Regions from separate parts of the Mus musculus genome. Here region 1 is linked to region 2. Evidence: chromatin contacts called from public promoter capture Hi-C data. All regions are on one chromosome and are shown on one strand. Each heading gives the region's core, a stretch centred on a gene start, on an enhancer-like site or on the middle of the called end of the contact. The rest is flanking DNA. Distances are from core to core; before and after follow the strand shown.

Region 1 (3,980 bases), core at 1,118-3,617, 61 kb after region 2:
CACATCCCGGAGGTGGCACATGTGAGAGAAAACAACTTTGGGCCATAAAATTAAGAAACAAACAAACAAACAAACAAACACCACAAACAAACAAACAAACAACCCAGACAGGGTCCTATTTAGTGCAGGCTGTCCTGGAACTCATATGTAGCCTAGGAGGACCTTGAATCTCTGCTCCTCCTGCCTGCACCTCTCCAGAGCTTCAGACATGCTGGACACGTGCTGTACCACCTGAGCAACAACCCCAGTCCCAAAGGTAGAAATGCAGGAAGGTCAAGAGACAATGAAGGCCCCACAAATGTCTTCACGTCTTTTCAACACAGATATCATCTCTTGTGGCATCGCAACCATCCAAGCTGCCTTTGTTATCTGCAAAGCCCTGGTGGCTATTGCGTGGCCTTAAGGGGTCATTAACTTGCAATTCTGAGCAGACCCTGTGTTCCTGCACCAGAGTTTTCATGCTGAGAAGCTAAACCAGGACAGAGGCCAACTAGCGAGAGAGTGCACCAGCCAGGTGTCCTCCGCAGAGCAGCCAATGTAATGCTGTTTCCCTAGCAAGAGCCCCCAAAAGTTCTTACCTAGCTGTTTGCAAGTTGGTTCTGAACAGTGCTTCCCCAAGTCAGGAAACTCCATTATAAATGCTGTCCAAAAACACAGATGTATTTAAGTATCACCTGTGGGAATTAGAAGAGAATGAGGTTCTGAGTTGGACCCCAGGGCCTGTCACCTGCAGCCAAAGAGCACAGAGAAGCTATTTGTGAGAAGCACGGGAAACCCAAACCATCCTGGGGCCATGGGAAAGACTGCCATCTCATAAATTCTCAGCAAAGAGCAAAGTGGTCGTTTCATCATAAATACCAAGCCTTGGGTTAATAAGAGAATGCTCTGCGTAGCATGTGGGAGGGGGAAGTTCTAGGTTCAATCCCCAGCTCTGGCAAAAACAAAACAAATGTGGTGAGAGAAAGAAAGGCTTCCCGTATGGAGTCCATAGCTGCCACTGAAAATTATGGTCTCCTTGGAACTCAAGCTGCAGTCTCAACTCCTCAATACACTTGTTGACATCAACAAGATTCGGTGCCAGGTGCTAAGTGGCATCAGTTGACTATGCTCCCCAGAGTAGGCTGTCCCTTGCCTCTCCCTCCCTCATGCCTTCAGTTTTACTTTGTGCACACGCCATAATGACATCAGGCCAGGGCCGATCAAGGCAAGCGGCACTTTAATTAACCACAAGAAACAGACAAGCAGAGAGGCTGGCATCCCGGAGACCAGGCTTGAAGCAAAGTCTCCTCCAAGTCCTGTCACCTATCAAATGACTCGAAACTCTTGCACTTTCCACAGGTCAAGTCCCCAAAGAGCTTTTCACATCTTTCTATTACTTTCTCTGCTGGGAACTTCTTATCTACTCCTTGTTGAGAACTCTCAGGCTTCAGAAGACATCTATTTGACTTGTCAAGGACCAGTCTACAGTGTCACTTCCTCAAACGTCACCTCTAACACCTCTAAGCCAATTCACTTCCCACCCTTCCCCCTTCCTTTCCTACTGCATTTAGTGGTTAGGGTGGATCTCATTCCTGTCGGGGAGGAAACCTTTTAAGTCGTGCACAACAGAATCCGCATTATGAAATGTTTTTGTTCAAAGCAAGCAGCACGTGACGTATTACCAAATGACCACCGACTGTTTCTTTTCTCCCCCCCCCCTTTTTTAAACAGGGGGCCGGGGGCCTAGGACAGACGCTATTTTGTAGTGCTGGCTGTCCCTTAACCCGTTTTGTAGATCACTTTGGCTATCAACTCGGAGATCCGCCTGTCTCTGCCTCTGGAGTGCAGGGATTAAAGGCACGAGCCACCATGCCCTGCTAGTAGACTGTTTCATGAAAGTGTGTCTCACTACTTAGCTCAGGTTAGCCTGGAGCTTGTGATCTAATAACTCAACTCCCCAGCGCTGAGACTACAGGCCTGCAACAACCACTATGCCTGGCTGCCGCGACAATGGCTCAGGGCAGTTGACCTGGGGATGTGAGATGTCACTGTGCTGAGACAGTAACTCCTTGATGGCCAGGCCACGAGAAATCACAGCGCGGAGACGCCAGCCCCTAGTTCACCAGCTCCCCGGGCCCCAGCGGCCCGCAACCACACCGGTACCTGGCACTCACGGGTAGTCAGAGGCGGAGACAGACAAGCGGTGCCCTTTGTGGTTATCCCGGTGACACCGCAGTAGAAACTGCAGCTCCAATCGCCGCGAAGCGCCCGACTTCTCTCAAGGCCGGAAAGCGTAGCATTGCCCCTGCAGCAGCCTGGGCCATTTATCCCCAGCCGACAGATCCAGAGTCATACATCCTGGGCGTTCCCGGCGCGCTCTGATGACGCCACACCAACACCAACCAATCCCCTAACATCTAGAGTCGGCCCGCCAGCGCGCCCAAAATGTCATCGAAGGCCAGCCAATTCCTTCGTGTTATGACCCCCAGAGGGCTGGGCGCCGTGATGACGTCACTTACATGTCACCAATCCAGCAGTTCTACGGCCTTTTCGTCCCTCCCTATCCCCCCGCCTATTTTCTAGAACAGTCAGGCAACATCTCTAGCTTAGGCTGAGTCGTGGTGAGGCAGCTCTGGGTGAGGTGACAGGCTTGCCTGTACCTGAGAGCCTGAGACAGGACCCGGCCGGACGTGAGAATCCTGTGTCTCAGTAGGAGTTCCCTGAGGGCTGGGATCGCGGTATGCACAGATTGATGGCCCATTTGTGAAGCTGTAAGGATCCCAGGACTCGGGGAGGCAGAACGCCAGGGACAGGTCATCTGAACAAACATGCCTTGGAAAAGTGAGGTCCAGTCTACAGAAGAATTACAAGATGATACCCAAAATGCCTGTATCTCTGTTACCAGAGTTGCTGGAGCACGGACTATGCATGTGATTTAAGAAAGATGTTCAGGGCTGGTGAGATGGCTCGGTGGGTAAGAGCACCCGACTGCTCTTCCGAAGGTCAGGAGTTCAAATCCCAGCAACCACATGGTGGCTCACAACCATCCGTAATGAGATCTGACTCCGTCTTCTGGAGTGTCTGAGGACAGCTACAGTGTACTTTAAATAAATAAATAAATAAATAAATCTTAAAAAAAAAAAAAGAAAAAAAAGAAGAAGAAGAAAGAAAGAAAGAAAGATGTTCAAGCCGGGCGGTGGTGGCGCATGCCTTTAATCCCAGCACTCGGGAGGCAGAGGCAGGCGGATTTCTGAGTTTGAGGCCAGCCTGGTCTACAAAGTGAGTTCCAGGACAGCCAGGGCTACACAGAGAAACCCTGTCTCGAAAAAAACCAAAAAAAAAAAAAAAAAAGAAAGAAAGATGTTCAAGTGTTGCTGACCCAAGCTCGAGAATACCAAAGATCTGTGGGCTAGGCTAATAGACCCAGAATACTACTGCTCTGTCCTGATTATTTATGTTTTTAATTAATTATTTATTTATTTCTCAATCTGACATAAACTGAGAAGAGGAGACCACAGTTCAGGAAATAACCTCTATAAGATTGGCCTAGGAAGTACTTTTAAGTTAGTCATTAATATGGAAGGGCTGAGCTCCTTGCGAGTAGTACCACCCCTAGGCTGATTATCCTAGGTGCTATAAGAAAGTAAAAATCAGGCCAGTTGGATGTGTACACCTATAATCGCAGCATGTGGGAAGCAGAGGCAGGTGGCTCTCCTAGTTCTTGTCCAGCTTGGCCAACATTACTTTTTGCTTTGTTTTTTAAAAAAGATTTATTTACATGAGTACACTGTAGTTGTCTTCAGATACATATCAGAGGAGTGCATCGGATCCCACTACAGATGGCTGTGAGCCACCATGCAGTTGCTGGGAATTGAACTCAGGACCTCTGGAAGAATAGTCAGTGCCGGCCGGGCGTGGTAGCGCACGCCTTTAATACCAGCACTCGGGAGGCAGAGGCAGGCGGATTACTGAGTTCGAGGCTAGCCTGGTCTACAAAGTGA
Region 2 (3,944 bases), core at 477-2,976:
ATTGTTTTGGTGCTGACGTCATCCTGACTTGGTAAGCTGGTGAAAAGATACTGAAGGGCCAAGGGGCTCTTCCCATGCTGCTCAAATGAGAAAAAGCCAACTCCGTAGTCAGGGCTTCTACAGCTCAAAGGGGCCCTAACAGTATTTTTCCACTAAAAATTGTATTTTTAATGGAACTCTATTTAAAGAAGTGTACATTTCAAAAAATGCATATCTCAAAGATTCTAAGCCAGTTTCCTATAGAAAGCCACCAAACATGTTTCTAGCAGGAAGCTACACACGTGGGCACAGGGCAGCTGATCGTTGTTTTCTAGAGACCCTGTAGCTGTCTACATGCAGCTAACTGCTTCATCTGTTCATAAACATATTTTATGTGTATGACTGTTTTACCGGCATGGGTGTCACCTGTGTGCCTGGTTCCCAGAGTCTGAGAGTGTGGGTTGGATCTCCTAGGTCTGGAGTTACAGATGATGGTGAGCCACCCTAGGGGTGCTGGGAATTGGACCTCTGTCCTCTTTAAGAGCAACAAGTGTTAACTGCCGAGCCACCTCTCCAACCCAGTATCTGCTTCTTCCTGCTGCACAGAGTCCCCCTTTAGAGGAGCAGCATGTGGTGGTTTCTGCAGTCCTCAGCCAGCAGAGGTATGCAATATTCATGCTCAGAACACAAATGCCCTCTCAATGTATTCAACATCACAGATTGCCGACAATCAAAAAGACATCAAGCTAAAAACACAGGGGGCTGCACTGAGTGGGAAGAGGTGGGACCCTGGGGGTCTCTTGCCAGCCATCCTACCTGTTTTGGTGAGCCCTAGGCTGATCAGTGACCCTGCCATAAACAAACAAACAAACAAACAAACAAACAAGGTGGACAGAACCTGAGGACTAGCAAACAGGTTCTCTAGCCTCTACATCCACATACATTTATACCTACATACATAAACATGCACACACACTCAGATACAAAGAAGAGTGCACAAATGAGACCAACGAACTCTAAATCATTACGAATACATAATCACTTGACTGGATTGCTCAGGTCGGGGCTGCAGGAGGTCCGATTATGTGGCGAAGCCCTGTTCCCCATGTTTGTCTCCACCCCCAGGGCCACAATTCTATGAGAACCCCAGTGTTGTGGATACGTACTAAGTAAGTTACAAGGCCACTTCCCCCCCCCCCCACCTTGGTTGTACACGGTCTAGAACTAGAGACAGAGCTGACCCCTGGGTAGAGGGACATTAGCCCTAGCTAACATTAGAGTAGAAAACACACCTGGATTCCTAATTTCTGGTCAAAATGCCGGCTACTTGTAGACTGTATTTCCCACTTCGAGCATCCCTAGGAAAACTATAGCTTACATTTGCTGTGTGACTGCAGTCCTACCATGCTGATTGAGGAAACTCAGTGTTCAGTTTTAAAGCCAGCACAAGCTAAAACAGGCAAGGGTATCATTGCTTCAACAAATGAGGAAGGATTCTTACCTAAAAGGTAAACAATATTATAATCCTTTCACACTTTAAATAAATGTGTCAGTGGGTGAAAATCAGCAGTCACACTGGAAACTTCCATAAAATACACATCCAGCAGGGTCGTTTTCACTGTCTACATGTGGGAGGAAAAAAACTGCCAGCAAAAAAATGGTTAATGCTGGCCTTAAAGGGAGGCTGGCCAGAGCCCAGTGAGTAGGCTTGGGAAGTCTATAAAGGAGGCGCTGTGCCAAGGGGGCCAGACGCTGCTGGACGGCCACAGGCATCCATCCCCAGGCATCGGGCGGGTGCTTCTGTTCCTCTCCTGCTGGGTCCCTGCTGGGCACCGTCCCCAAAGTGCTGCAAGTCCAGGGTCCATCCCTGGAGCAAGCTCCAGGAGCACCTCCAGCAGATGGCCTGGTAACGCCACGGCACAGGTAAGATTCACACTCAGGTTCCGGGACTGCGTGTGGCTCGGAACTCCTTGCTGGGGTGGGGTGGCACTGGTGGGGCAGTCATGCACCCTCGGCCTCCAGGATTGCACGATAGGTGTGAGCAAGGTCTATCCAGGCGCAGGCAACAACAGCATGCCTACCTAAAGCTCGGCCACACTTGGGTCCTGGCTACGCCCTGTAACACCACGATGCTGCCACTCTGTCTGCCAAGGGAGTCCTGGAAGCTTACAACTGTTTCAAGGACAGGGGCCTCGTAAGCCTGGCAAAAACCTAGTCTTGTTTCCCCAGATCAGGACACCCAACAGAAAATCAGAAGGACACTAAGTCTGATCGTTAGATTAACAGAGCAGCGATCTGGACCAAGGACAGAAGCCAGGGTGTCATTTCTGCCATGCACCCACCAAAACAGCTGATCAGATCTAGGGAGAAAGCCATCCAAGGACTCTGCTCCCCTTAAGCTGCTGGAATTGTGGCCAAGCCTCAACACTCACACACTCTGGGTGAGTACTTTTAAATTTTCAGGTTTTGTTTGTTTGTTTGTTTCAGCCCTGACTGGCATCAAACTCACTTCATAGACTGGGCTGGCCTCAAACTTAGAGCTCCACTTGCCTCTCATCCTTTTGTGCTGGGATTAAAGTATGCACCAGGCTCAGGTATCAGAAGAAATGAAGGGAAACCCTCTGCATTGTAGCTAGACTCAGAAGACTGGCGCTTCTGTGGCTCAGATGGGCACGTCCATGAAAGATGGGTTGGCCACCCACACCCACACATCCAAGGCAGGATGTGGCCACAGCCCCTCCTTTCTTCTTCCCATCATTTTAATGAAGCAGTATTTGGGGAGAGAAAGGCCAATTTAAACCTCTGGTTTGCTCTTGCTCCACCTCAAAACCAAATGCAATCACCACAAGCAAAGCAACAGAGATGTGTTTTCAGGAGCACATCTGAGGAGCACTTTGCTGTCTCGCTCTGACTGTGAAGGAAGACACAGGGACAGTAGCTGCCATGTCCCTGCCCGGGGCAATATGGACACTTAGTAGCATTCTCAGCTTCCACTCACCAGATGCCAGCACCCATCTCCTACACAGTGACACCCTAGGGTCTCGAGACACTGCTAGTGCCGCTGAGAACCTGGATTACCCCAGAGAGCCCCGAGGCAGAGTCATACAGGCTAGGAACCATCCCCAGGGACCAATGAAGCTCAGCTTCCAGGCTGCAGTGCCTAAAATGTTGTATTTCACAGGAACTTATGTAAAGGACAAGCTGCTTCCCTTCTTCTCTCCTGTCTTCCTTATTCCTTGAGATCGGGGTCTCAGGCTGCTGCCTGAGCTAGTCTAAAACGCCTGTGCTCCAGGGATCCTCCGGAGCACAACCTCCAGAGTAGCCGGGAGGACGAGGAGTCATCCCCTACTGTTTAGTGAATTTGGAACAGCCTGGACTATAAGAGACCCTGCCTCAAAACCAGCTGTGTGAGCTGGGTGTTGGTGGCACACGCCTTTTAATCCCAGCACTCGGGAGGCAGAGGCAGGCGGATTTCTGAGTTCGAGGCCAGCCTGGTCTACAGAGTGAGTTCCAGGACAGCAAGAGCTACATAGCAAAAACTCATCTCAGGAAAAAATGATACAGCTCTCTGTGTGTGTGCGCGTGTGTGCACGCGCGTGCACACACATGCACACACACGCACACAAGAGAAAGATACTGAAGGTGGAACCCACAGCTCTCTTGTGTGCCAGATAAATGTTTTACCACTGAGCTACATCCCAGTCCTCCAATAACAATGCTTGTTCTTTACTTGTTTTCCCTTTAAACGATGGCAGGTGTCTCCTCCTGGCACCACACTCAGTACCGCCACAGGTCAAAGAACAAAATTTCTCTTCCCACTTTACTGCAAGAGAAAAGGCAGCTCCCAGCCCTTGGGTTCTTGGACTACCTTTGAGAAAGGCTGGGTTTTTCCCTTCCCATGTCACGTCTCTTTCCAACAGCTGCTGAAGTTAATGAGACTTCCTGTCTCGACAAACAGTAGTTTT

Evidence for each region. Capture Hi-C pulls out chosen DNA fragments and counts their contacts.
Region 1: a promoter capture Hi-C map of adipose tissue shows a contact between it and region 2. The contact joins the promoter of Zfand2a here to the promoter of Gper1 in region 2. A contact is called at or near these places in 6 of 39 promoter capture datasets (the C10 cell line, the HPC-7 cell line, frontonasal cranial neural crest and 3 more), 6 of 484 Hi-C or Micro-C datasets (the G1E-ER4 cell line, bone marrow-derived macrophages, embryonic fibroblasts and 3 more), 6 of 115 datasets of contacts at active chromatin or transcription factors (the HPC-7 cell line, the SCID.adh cell line, bone marrow-derived macrophages and 2 more) and 5 of 9 other capture datasets (adipose tissue, embryonic stem cells, liver and 2 more).

The regions. Positions count from the first base shown.
Region 1 is chr5:139,482,124-139,486,103 of GRCm38.p6, forward strand. It overlaps Zfand2a (zinc finger, AN1-type domain 2A), which reads right to left and starts at 2,368. Exons shown (of 7, transcript NM_001159908.1): 1 at 2,154-2,368; 2 at 579-674. The coding sequence starts at 633.
Region 2 is chr5:139,421,453-139,425,396 of GRCm38.p6, forward strand. It overlaps Gper1 (G protein-coupled estrogen receptor 1), which reads left to right and starts at 1,727. Exons shown (of 3, transcript NM_029771.3): 1 at 1,727-1,902; 2 at 2,209-2,420. All of the region lies in intron 2 of 3110082I17Rik (RIKEN cDNA 3110082I17 gene), which reads right to left.